Linked DNA regions of Mus musculus: region 1 is linked to region 2. A link is a contact called in public promoter capture Hi-C data. All regions are on one chromosome and are shown on one strand. The core of a region is the stretch at or near the end of the contact, and the rest is flanking DNA. Distances in the headings are between cores, read along the strand shown.

Region 1 (6,446 bases), core at 1,449-3,948, 430 kb before region 2:
TGCTCTTTACGAGGGTTTTCTGCATCTGCATCCTAGCTTCTGAACTCCACCTCATCCCATTTGTCACTTCAAAAAGTAAAGGCATGCAACATGATTTCTATATAAAAACTTAAATAGTTATGTAATAATGCATATGTGAACACACATGCCTTTCAGACAGCAGACATTTAGTTGGTCATTCTGCAGTGGGTACATGTAATGGGATGCTATTATTTTTCTGGTGGCTGGAAGTGGTGGATCATTCTACTTGGTAATCACAGTTTGCTGGTTGTCAAGAAGGGAAAAAAAAAAAGAAAACCCTTTTAAATACTGCACGATATTGCTTAGCCCTCTGGCCCTCCTTTCCAATGCCACTGCTGTGTCTCTTGAGAGATCCAATATGTTAGGGCATGTCCACTGGAAATTGAAGCTGTATAATCTATTACGATGCAAAATAGAAATCAGCCTCACGCTGTGGGTAGCATTGAAATAAGCTTGTTACATTTATAAAGATCGCTCTGATAAGAGCTGCTTGGCCAACATCTGGGCTTTGATGAGGCGTCTCTCATTTCATTTATCCTTACAGCATTTACCTTTGAGGTTTAACTAGCTTTTCAATGGTATCTTGTTGCACCTGTTTAGTGCTACTAATTCCAGAGTCTATTTCTTTTTGTTCCTGTAGAATTATCCAGAGAGCCCAATTAAGGGAGAAAAAAAAAAGCAATTCCCAGAAATAAAAAATGTGCTGTGTCCTAGACATTCTGAGAGGGAATATGAAGGAAAATAACTGCATCTTTGAATTTGCGACTGTGATTTAAAATCTAGGGTTTTATAGCCACTAAACTTGATACAAGTATCATGATGCTTTTCACGGGTTCTATAAGTACTTATCAACACCTAATGTAAATAACTTAGATATTTGCAAGGCTTGTTCTGTATGAACTGATGGCAACGCACAACTATTCTCTCGTCACCACAGAGAATGGGGTTTCATATCACCTGACTTCTGTGCTGGCTGGGGATGCCCTCATTCCTGCTTTCTCTCATCTGTGCTTTAGAAACAGAGATGATGTAGAACACAGGTACAAGGGTGGGTCTGGTAGCCTCATAATTTTCCATGTGTGAAAGTCCACCACGTTGGTCCTAAAGATCTAACACTTCCTTGGACAAAATAGAGACTTTTCCCGTCTTTGTTTTAATCTGAAAAATACGGGTTATTAAATTTTCAAATCATGTGCATTATGATAGATATTTAATATAATGCTCAAAGATAGCTAGAAAGGAATTCAAAAATCTAGGTGAAAGTTTTATGGACCCTAAGAAGACAAGAGAATGGATGGAAATACCTAAGTGAGCGTAAATGAACTGCTGTGTCCAAGATTCTGTCGCACCTGTTTGTGATTTAGGTTTTTTCAAGGTTGTACTGTTTCTTATTTATTGTTGTATTGAAATTCTTTAAAAAGAAGTCTCCATAATGATGACCTCGTTCAATAATGTGGCAACCCTTGGCACTCTGTAATTAAGTCTGACTAATTGCAGAAGAGTTCATGTGATGTCTCTGCTTCTATTAGAAAGATTTCACAGGCTCTGATTGCTTGATGAAACTATACAAGTTTATTTTAAATAAATGTATAGTAGACAATGGCTAAAATACTCAATTATGAGTAAGGAGTTGGACTCCATTGAAAGAACTCTAGACCAAGTAGGTAAATTCAACTATGGGATTCAGTGTTACTCCCTTCAGCTGAGTAAGTCCAGCTCCGTAAACAATTACTTCCTATGCTCCCTCAATCATCCAACCCAACTGTGAGTTTTCAATAGATTAATCAACTCTACATTCATAATTTCACTCAGGAAATATAGGGGAAGGCACAATGCTTTGTAAGCTTCACAAACTCTTGGAGGTTTTGAAATTGCTTCATTTTTTCTTTTCTCCCTCGCCGTTTCCTTTCGGAGAAGCCGCCCACCCTCTCCCTGTTACTTGGCTTCCTCCTTGGTCCTCTTCTGAACAACTTTTCTCCTTTTTTTTTTTTTTTTTTTTTTTTTTTGTGACTGAACATTTTTTCCCTGCTAGAAACTACCCCTCATTTACATTCATTGTGAGCTGAGGAATGGCTAATCTGTGACTGAAGTATGCAAATCCATTAAAGTAACCTTCAGGAAACCATTCCAAATCAAATGCTTATTGAAGTCCCTCTTGTTGCTCCTTATCTTAAATAGTTGAAAAAGAAGTCTTTTGGCCACACATTCACTGGAAGGAAAAATGGACTGCACCTCTCACATGAGGAGGTGGGAATTTTGATAAACTCTCCTTTTATTAGGTCATCAAGTTTGTCTACTATCAACCTGTATTGTCGTTGGTCCTCCGAGCCTGCTGCAACACGAACGACACAGACACCAAGTCGGGTTCACGCAGCAACTTTACTTCGGGCTTTTTCTCTTACAGCTCTCTTCCCCAGCATCTTCTTCTTAGGGCAAGGGCTAAACAACTCCTATTCTACTTCTGGCTTCTACCTAGGGCAAGGGCTAAACAACTCCTATTCTACTTCTGGCTTCTACCTAGGGCAAGGGCTAAACAACAACTCACTACTCAGGCTGACTCACCTTCTAGCTCCACCCCACCTCATCCAATCAGAATTCACACACACTCCAGGCACAAGCTTAGGTCGTTCACAGATAGGCTGACAGGTCTGGATCACGAGGAACTGTCCAGCCTGGCAGGCAGCCCACACATGTAGTCTCACTGGGCATGCTCGGGCAAGGCAGTAAACAAGTGGGTTTCACGGGGCCTATGGCCTCACCGGCTTCCCACACTGTATGTTGGATTAAAGATGACAATGTGAAGGTAGGGTTAGTCAGAGAGAAAGTCCTGCATGTAGTGCATTGAGTGTTGACTTCTCTTAGAACTTAGTCCATGGTGGAGACTTTGAGGCTTAAGGAAGGAGTGGGTCAAGGGATCTAGTTGTTTGAAAGTGTTCAAGAACCTATTTCTCTGTCTGAGTCGGCGTAGTTTAGGTCATCTGCATGAGACAGAGATTGTATAAGATGTATAAGTGGGTCTTGAAGAAACAGGGACAAAGAATCAAATACAGAAACATTGGTAGCTTAGTAATTAGTGGTATGATCAGTGAGTTTTATTTCTTACTTCTTGCATTATTCTTTAGGGCTCTCATTTTCTAGTGGATATTTATAATTCACAGTAATAATTTATGAGCAGAAGTAAATGAGACATAGAAATAGCCTTTGGGGATACATGAAAGTAGAAAAGTGCATAACTCTAGTTTGAAAAGGTCATAAACACCAATTAAAATGGCTCAAAATGTTCTGTCCACCACAAGAGACACCCATGAGAGTCTTAGAATGGCAGAGCTGAGCATCTCTATCTGTATCGGGTCAGCTGGATAAGTCAATGCCAAGGCTGGGATGACTTCCAATTCCTTCAAACAGCTGGAGGTGAGAGAGCATATTTCTACCTCTTATTCTTTTGAGACATGAAACACTATATAGCCCTGGTGGCCTTTAACTGCAAGTCCTCCTCCCTAATCCTCTAAGCAGCTGGTATCACAGGCAAGCACCACAATGCCCAGCCTAGACGTCTTTTTACTATAAAGGAGCTTCACCCTCTCGAAGGGAATGGGATTCCCCACCACCACCCGGAAGAACTAAAAGAGACTGCATTTCCTGGCCCTGCAAACAATGGCAGATGTTCCAGAAGTTCAGGCTTTCTTGCTCATCTCTGTCTCTTCATTCTCAATCTGAAATGTAGAGGGAAGAGAGAACAGAAAGAACGAAGGAAGGAAGAGATCCACTATAGAGATGAAGAGGAAATCTGTCTTTAGCAGTTTCTGCTTTCTAGTAGGGGAATCAAGGAGACAGGCTTTAGAGCAGGGTGTTGGAGAAGTGTCGCCACCAAACACTGTCCTATGAGGAGGACTAAGGGACATCAGTAACCTGATCTAGCTGCTGCTGCTCAGCGGGTCTCTCCGTCCATCCCTGTTGAAGAGACAGCAGCATCCTGACAGCTCTGACAGATAACTTGGTTGTTTTGTTACAGGAGCTTTCCCAGGGCTGAATTAACACCCCCCCACACACACACACCTCTTTTTGTTGTTTTAAAATAAGGCTGTCTTATCAGAAAATGTGTTAATTAAGTTATCATGCATTGCCTTATTGCTGTTTCTACATACTTGAGAGGGACAAATTACCCTTTAGCTCCTGGGGTTTGGGGTGGTGGCTTGTAGAATCACCAACAAGAGCAGCATGGTAGGTCTATAGATTAAGGAAGAATAAAGAGTGCTTACACTCTGCTTCAAAGTAGGCAGGACCCTGTCCACAATGGATGACTGCTCTTAATTCTTTTCTTGTCTCTTAACCAGCTTGATGTCATCTAGCTATTTCTCCAATAGTACACCTCCAGATGGTCCTCCTACCAAGTCTCTTCACGGGTCTAACACTGGTCTTCCCAGCCATGGATCAGGCAGGAAAAACCAACAGCTGTCCAAGCATGCTGGACTGTGGTCCTTTGGGAATGGAGGTATTAAATTCATAATCTATATCACACTCATTTCTAAGCATGGAAGTTACCTGTTGTGTTCAATGACCCTGTGATAACAAGGGGTGGGGGTGATTCTCATCTTAACCCAGCAACTCTTTCCAGTGACATTAGTAAGCATAGTGAGAGAGATGAGGAGGGCTGGGAGAGGAATTTGATCTGAGTGATCTAAGTGGGTGGAGATCAGTAACTCACTCTACATTGAGTTCCGCTCCAGATGTGCAGTGCACAGCTGCCCTTTTAGGTGCTTGACAGCTATTACTGAATAGGGACATGCAGCAGTGTGAATCTAAAAGGGCCATCTGGAAAGTGTAGTGGTAGTGGGGAGAAAAATAGCATTTTGAAAAACAGATCAGGTTTTGGAAAACAATCTAGTCTGAAAAGAGTATGTGAGGTGCAGACCTGAGACTGTCCATTTTAACTTCCGGTGCTCCACTTCCGAAGCTCATTGCCTACCCACCTATAAGATGTCCACATTCGGTTAGGAATGTTGAAGGTATATTTCTGCTATAGGCAGTTGGTACAAATAAAACTTACTCAGTGAGAGCATCATGGCCAGTGTGTTTGCTTTGACATTTCTCACAAGCTTGTCTTTCTCCTGGCCTACCTTGCTTCTTAGATCCCTCACCTTCCTAAAGATACTTTAGATCAGATTGATACCAGCTTTCGTGGATCCCAGATGAAACTTTTAACAGTGTTTTGGGGTCATAAGAAGTCCAAGGATCCAGGATACAGCCTTGGCTTTATAACAAAAAGCCAGTACCCACCCACTGCCCTTCTCTCTTCATGTGCACTTTGTTCTTCGGTTTTTGCTTGCCGGTTTTCTCTTGCACCTCTGCCAGATTACTCTCCAGATGGCCTTTCCAGTGATTTGACAAGAGCTTTCTTATCTTCTAGACACCCAGAAAGCACTTTGTCTGCTTTAGGAAAAAAAAAATAAAATAAAAGGTGTCTGTTTTCCAGTCTCATATGACAGCAGCATGTGACTCTGTGGGAAAAACGTGCGAAAGGACACAGAGGGCCTCTGCAACCTGAAAGTCCCCTGGAAATTAAGGGCTATTAGTGTCTTTCATGACGTCAAAGAGTCACCCATACTCTTGAAATGTGCTGGTTTGTTTTTGGATAGGACAGAGTAGGACCTTAATGCAAACTTATTTGCTTTAGAGTTTATCATAGGAATCAAAGCCGAGCGCAAGGGACCCAGGGGCCAGGACAGAGGGGCTCGGGCTCTTTCATCTTGCACTGCTCTTTGAAAGGACAAACTTACAAGACTGGAAGAGTCTCAGAACTAACTCTCTCTCTCTCTCTCTCTCTCTCTCTCTCTCTCTCTCTCTCTCTCTCTCTCTCTCTTTCTCTCCCTCTCTCCCTCTCGCTCTCTCTCTCTCTTTCTCTGCCTAGTTTAGGGCTCACTGCTCCCTGTGGCTTGCCTAGAAAGAATGTCTACTCTTTAGCCCTTCTGGGTACAGCAGCCACCAGGTGTCACTCCTGCTAACGTGGCTCTTCATTCACAAGACCTACTATGATTACACATGTGTAATTTGGATTTTTTCATATTTTTTAAATAGGCCCCTCTGGAGAGGCATTCTTTGAGCATTGCTGTAGTTGCCTCAGTAGCTTCTAATGGAGGGACTCTAGCTCATCTCTCAAGTCAGAATTAGATTCTTTACCCGAAGATCGCAAGAAAAAACAAGTTCTGTTCTACTAAATAATTGTTAGATTTAAATTAGGAAACTTGGATTTATCTAGGTTTTACAAAGATTAACAACCTCAACTTACAAAGTGGACAGGCTAAAGAGATGGCTCAGTTTGTGAAGCATTTGTCATGCAAGGGTGAGAACCCAAATTGAGATCCCCAGGACCCACATAACTGAGTTCAGAACCCCAGCACTCACTTTAGAAGCTGGGTTCAAAAGAA
Region 2 (5,944 bases), core at 3,145-5,644:
CATCTCAGCTGTCTGTCAGCAGTCTCCTTGATACTGTCAGTACCTGAAATTAACCACTCTCCTGCTTATTATTATTTGCATCTGGCCAACTCACGTTAGGATGTAAGCTCTTGGTACTCAATTATTCATGTTTTTTTTCTTTTAATGAATGGGTGCATGCATTTTATTTTTATTTCTTTATTTATTTTGCAGATTTTTTCCCTAACTCCTGGATTTCTCTCTGGAATTCTCTTTATAAAACAGGAAGTACCTATTTCCCAACTTCCTCAGACATGGAAGAATTAGTTTCCATTACAACTCAGTAATATACACCCTGCCACAGCCTCTTACTATGGGTTATTTATTGACTGAGTTAACTGTTAACCCAAGTAAACTTTATACTGAGTAGAATTAGGGAAGGCATTTGCTAGTTCCCGAGGAATTTGTGGTTCAGCTTCGCTTTAGTTTAGTTTTTTTGTTTGTTTGGTTTTTTTTTGTTTGTTTGTTTTCTGCTGTCAGGAGATGTATTCTTTATAGAAATACAACTGTGAGACACACCAGCTCCATGTCAAAAAAAAAAAAAAAAAAAAAAAAAGAACCAGAAAATCAAAGCAGCCTCTCTTCCTTCCGGAAAAGAATGATCTATCAGGTCAAAGTTCAAATTGTTTCAAAGGAAGAAAATTATTTTTTACCAAGATAAATTATTGTTCTCACTGTCATCCTGAGGTCTGTAAAGCTGAAGGGTAATTACATACAGGATAATCACCAGGTGTTGTGTGTTCAAGAAGGCCGAAAAGGGAGCACTGCGTGTCTGTATGCGGACTCTGGGCTTCCTGGGGTCGGAACTGCACATTATACACCTTAGGTACCCCAGGGTGACTAGTCCAGTGTATTATGACCCAAGGAGTATTAAATATGCTCTAAATGGAGTATAATGATCTGGGGTGTATTTCAATACAATGAAGCTTTGCCTATCAGGAATTAATAAAAGAACAGATTAAGTTCCTGAGAAAAACTTTTTGTCTAGATTATTTTTAAAAAAGAGAACAAACTCATAGAGAGATGGTTCAGTGAGTACTGTGCTCACTGTACAAGGATAAGGAGCTGAGTCCAGAGCCCCAGCATCCTCTTGTCCAGCAGCTCAAACCTGTAATCCAGGAGCTGAAGGGCAGACGAGGCAGATCGCAGGCTTTCGCTAGCCAGCCAAAGGACAAGCTCTGAACTTCATGCACTGCGAGACTCCACACTCTGAGCAATGAAGACGGGGAATTTTAAAGGCAGAGGTGGAATTGCCTCTAAAGCAGTTAGTTCTTTAGTCTCCAGACACGGAAGACAAGATTGATTACAGAGTCTCCCTAAACTCACGGCTGCCTAACAGACAAGATGTTTAAAGAGGGACAGAAGGAGAACAGTAAACCTTTCATAAAACTTCAGCACTTTGATATCAAGAGTAATCAGGGACAATTGCAGAAATATAGAATTAACAATTAACTTGATTATTTCCTGAATGCCACACAGATAAATTTGTTTTATTCAAAGGTTTATTTGCAAATATGAGGCATCCTGTTTGAAAAGCAGCAACTTACCCTGAATCAAGGTTATGCTACCTTTGATTATAATCCATCTCTTTACTCAGCAGTCCAGCGCAGACAGTCCAATGTGGAAATGAGACTGAGCTTCTGAGGAACCACACCCATACTTCCCAAACATGCTCCACTGTGCTAGGTTCCACTCCATTTCACTACACTGACTTTGGAACAAGCAACAGATTTCAGAAAGTCTAGATCACCGGGCAAACATACTTTTGCTATTTCATGGCCCCCACATCCACAGCTTTCCATCTGGGGACTTACTGGGTCCACACAGAAAATATTCTGGAACCATTAAGACAGCAACAGAGTTAGCTACAATTCTGTGATTCCAAACGCATCTAACAGGTGCATAGCAATTTTGGTATTAATAAATTAATGTAGCAAGCAAAGTCATTTTATTCCCCTTGAGAGACTCAGCCTCATCCCTGATCCACTCCAGCTACATCACCTTCCCCAAAATCTGGCTATAGTGGCTTCTTGCTTTGCCAAAATTACTTCTGGCACAGTTAGAACCTCAGTTAGTTGAAGTTGCCTATGCTTACACCACACATGCTTTAAGGCTTTATAACATACGTGTGCTGTTTCCTCTATAGTTCTTAGACTTTTTTTTTCTTTATCTAAGTCGTGTACAACTCCGTGGCTTTACAGAAACACGTCCAATTTGCTATCAGAACACTCCTGTTTGTTATCAATACTGTGGGATGCCCAAGGATCAGTCAACAACAACCAGTTCCCCTGTGCTGGCTGGACAGCGACACTTTCTTCCTCACACCAGTCATTCCCCGACTCACTGATATTTCAGTGCTTTGGAGCTACAAAAGAATAATTCTGGATATTTGGCCCCCCAGCAGTTGCTATAGTATATAGTAGATAAATTAACAATTTTAATAATTCTGTGCCGTTTGTACCCATGAAGGCAATTAAGGTTACCAAAAGAATTTTTAAAAAGAAGGTTTGATCAGCTGCCGGCTGGCTAGCAGCAGCTGGAAAATCAGAGAGCTACTGAACCCAGGACAGATGTTAAAGCACACAGCCAGGATTTACATCTAAATCGTGAATTTAGAGGATCTCTTTTGATTTTTTATTAGCCCAAATTAATTGTACAAATAGGAAGGTTCACATACAGGTTTTGTGCATGTTGCTCTGCATTTTTCTTTGCTAACATCCCTCTCACCCGAATGTCTGGCCCCTTGTCACATTTCACACGGCCAACTATTACTGCCACTTCAATCCAGAAAATGAAGGGGCTAAAGGCTCTTCCCCTGCAGTGGAGTAGTGCTTTAGGTTTGATTGTATGAGTCTCACTCGGCCCTCTTGGTCACCCGGTTGAAGGTGAGAGGGAAAGGCAGAGAGCAAATGGAGTAGGGGGCCTATTAAGACCTATTAAGACCTATTAAGACCCCCATGGAAATCGTACAGCTGACTTGTCTTCCACTGGGGCAATAAAAGCCCCAAACTAAACAGATTAGGGGCCCCTATAGTCTCTCTGCATGGAAGAGTCGAGTAGGGGTTCAAATTAGGACAGAAGCACATACACCTTTGCCTGAAGTCACTGACTTCAGGGGCAAGGGATCCAAGGATGGATGAACAAGGAGAACTGCAGCCCCTTTCACAAGACACCTGAATCTGTCACCCAGAACTACCCAAACTCAACCTCTGAGTGCCTAGGAAAGTATTTTGTCTTGCTCTCTGACGCTTCCCCATTCTATTATTACTACTTTTTTTTTCTGGTGTGTTAGTCACCTCGAGGGCTACAGCCACTTTGCATTCCCGGGATACACAGGTAACTGCTTTTCCTGGCTTTTGCTTGAACAGTCAGGAAAAGAAGTGCCCGCTGATGCCTGGCTGCACCCAGCTCCGGATAGGAGGTGGAGGATAGCCCGTCCTTGGAAGCAACTTGCTTTCCTCCCAGGGTGCGCCTGCCAGCCCAGACTGCGCCCGCCTGGAATCAGATTGTCCCGGGCTCCTGCTGGCTTTCAGTGGAGAAGGGGAATTGTCCTCAACACCAAGTCAGGTAGGTACCTCAGACTACTCTTTTCTAGCTGTGCTCACTTCGGTCATTCACCCTAAGATAATAAACCAGCAACAACCTCTTTTGTGGAGGGCAATGTCCCCCCAAATCCAACCTGCACCTTAGGTTGCACCTGCCCAAATCCAAAGGGGTCCAGGGCTTGCTGGACCCTCTGGTTTTTCTTACCCTCTGCCTCCGGGGTCCTTACTCAGCACTCCAGGTCTTGGTCAGCTGTTTTCTCACGCTCCCACCCTAATTTTACTGCCGCGCCCCACTACAGATTCCACTCTCCATCGGGTCCCTGGTGCGGTCACCTGAGTGACCACGTTTGGAGCCAGGGACCACTCTCTTTGGGGTAGGGTTCTTTGGGAAACTCACCTCCCTACGGAATTTTCATCCTCCAGGGAAGGGGTTGGACTCTCAGAAAGCTGCCTCCAGGGACGGGTTACGATCACTGAGCCCAATCTGTCGACCACCCAACTCCCTCCCTACTCAAGGTCTAACTGGGGACCCTCTCCCGCTTCCTGGAGCTCCGAGCGCTGGGGTGTGGGGACTCTTGGGGTGTGGAGCAGCGGCAGCGAGTGCAGACCCTCTCCCGCTGGGGCTTGGGGTCCGGAGGAGCACGGAGCGGCTGCTAGCCCCTCCCTCCGAGGGCTGAAGGGGCTGACGCGCAGGGAGGGTCCGGGCGGGGCCGGCTCTGAGATCGTCCGCTCCCCCCACCACCCCCCTTGGCCGCAGCGCGTAGGGAGGAGGGAGCGGGTGACGCGCGCACCGAAAAGGACTTAAGTCGGAGAAGTTTGCGCACAGCTTCATCTCGGAGCGAGCAGCGGCAGGCACTGCTAAGGTGAGGCTCCCGCGCTTTGGGGAGCAGAGCAACCGGGAAAAGGACCTTGCCTGGAGCCTATTTTGCTTTGCAGTCTTGGGCTTTAAACCTACCCCATAAAGGAGGCTTAAAGGTCTGGAAATTGGAAGGTGGACAAGAAGGAGTGCTTAGGACTAATTCAGTTTGCTCTCACTTTAAACTAGGAGAGCCAGCCGCCCAAGACTCTGGGCGGACTGCACCTGGCTGGCTTGCAGACAACTCTTGGTTGGAGAGGTGCTTACTTCTGCGCCTCACCCTGCCGTTGGCATCCCCTGCCTGCAGATGCCCAGTGAAGTCTGCGTTCCTGAGAACACCTGAGCTGTGCCCAGACATCCAGCAAGAGAATTCCTGGTAAGAAGAAGGGGTTTTTTCCCCCTTTCTTTTTTCTTTTTTGGAGGGAATGATTGGAATTAAAGATGTGGAGTGTCCCAGGAAAGATGATAGTGAGAATGATACTTTGTGGATTTTTTTTTATATTGCAAAATTGTAGTTTGACTGGTTGATACATTGTGGATTTTTTTAATTGCAAAATTGTGACTTGACTGGTTGATACTTTGTGAATTTTTTATTGCAAAATTGTAGTTTGACTGGCTGATACTTTGTGGATTTTTTTTATTGCAAAATTGTAGTTTGACTGGTTGATACATTGTGGGTTTTTTTAATTGCAAAATTGTAATTTGACTGGTTGATACTTTGTGAATTTTTTATTGCAAAATTGTAGTTTGACTGGCTGATACTTTGTGGATTTTTTTTATTGCAAAATTGTAGTTTGACTGTGATGTTTAGAGGTGTTCTTGTAGGGTCGGCTTAGTCTCGGTTGCTTCATTTTACCATGGCTTAAGAAAAAAAAGTGTCATTGGAAGATGTGATAGTTTATACCTTTGTGTTGTGGAGCTCTCTGGTTCTGTGGGTGTTTTATGATATTACTCATATGAATTTTCTCTCAAAAGTTTTAGCCTCCTGTACTGCTGAGTATAGCAATTTCTAGGCTTAAGGTCGTGGCTTTTCCTAATAGATGTTTAATAGGTATCAATTAAAGAATGTGGGCATCTAGGCAGCGTTGTGCTGGGTCTTGGAATACAGTGGTGAATGCTGTTGCTTGTTTGGTCATGTTCTACACAGAATTTCCAACAATCATTTATGCATAGCAACCATTCTTCACACCTATTAAGAAAAATCTGTTGTTTACATAGTTTCCTAATAAGCCTCCTTTGTTTTACTGCTCTTTCTAAGACAGGGTGGATAAAGTAAATTAGGGGTCAATTAATTAATTAATTAAGAGGTCAAGAGGTCACTTACCTTGAGGTCTAAAATGGTGCAAAGTCAAAAATCAAAAAAGTGCACTTAGAATGGCCGCCTATTCTGCAAGCTTTGCCTCTGGAATCTACCTAAGAGTTCTTGATGATACCTTTAATCTAATAGTATGTTAATCTATGACCTATTGTAAATCTATATACTTCATCTATAATATATTGTAAATCAGAAAAAGGAAACATGATT

The links. Promoter capture Hi-C pulls out the DNA fragments that hold promoters and counts their contacts.
Region 1: a promoter capture Hi-C map of stem cell-derived epiblast-like cells shows a contact between it and region 2, with 2.4 times the contacts expected there. The contact joins the enhancer-like site here to the promoter of Calcr in region 2. A contact is called at or near these places in 6 of 39 promoter capture datasets (the 3T3-L1 cell line, embryonic stem cells, hippocampal neurons and 2 more), 1 of 484 Hi-C or Micro-C datasets (frontal cortex), 1 of 115 datasets of contacts at active chromatin or transcription factors (embryonic stem cells) and 3 of 9 other capture datasets (adipose tissue, embryonic stem cells and liver).

What each region holds. Positions count from the first base shown.
Region 1 is chr6:4,187,448-4,193,893 of GRCm38.p6, reverse strand. No RefSeq gene overlaps it. Among named protein-coding and RNA genes, the nearest start is that of Bet1, 100 kb to the right of the region's middle. Within about 2 kb of position 2,698, at least 3 of the 459 cell types and tissues checked have an H3K27ac peak or open chromatin away from gene starts, as enhancers often do. A contact at or near this core is called in stem cell-derived epiblast-like cells, where this site is marked.
Region 2 is chr6:3,762,073-3,768,016 of GRCm38.p6, reverse strand. Calcr (calcitonin receptor) reads left to right here and starts at 4,394. Exons shown (of 16, transcript NM_001377018.1): 1 at 4,394-4,426; 2 at 4,609-4,795. Gm33576 (a long non-coding RNA gene) reads right to left here and starts at 4,218. Exons shown (of 4, transcript XR_377297.1): 1 at 3,961-4,218.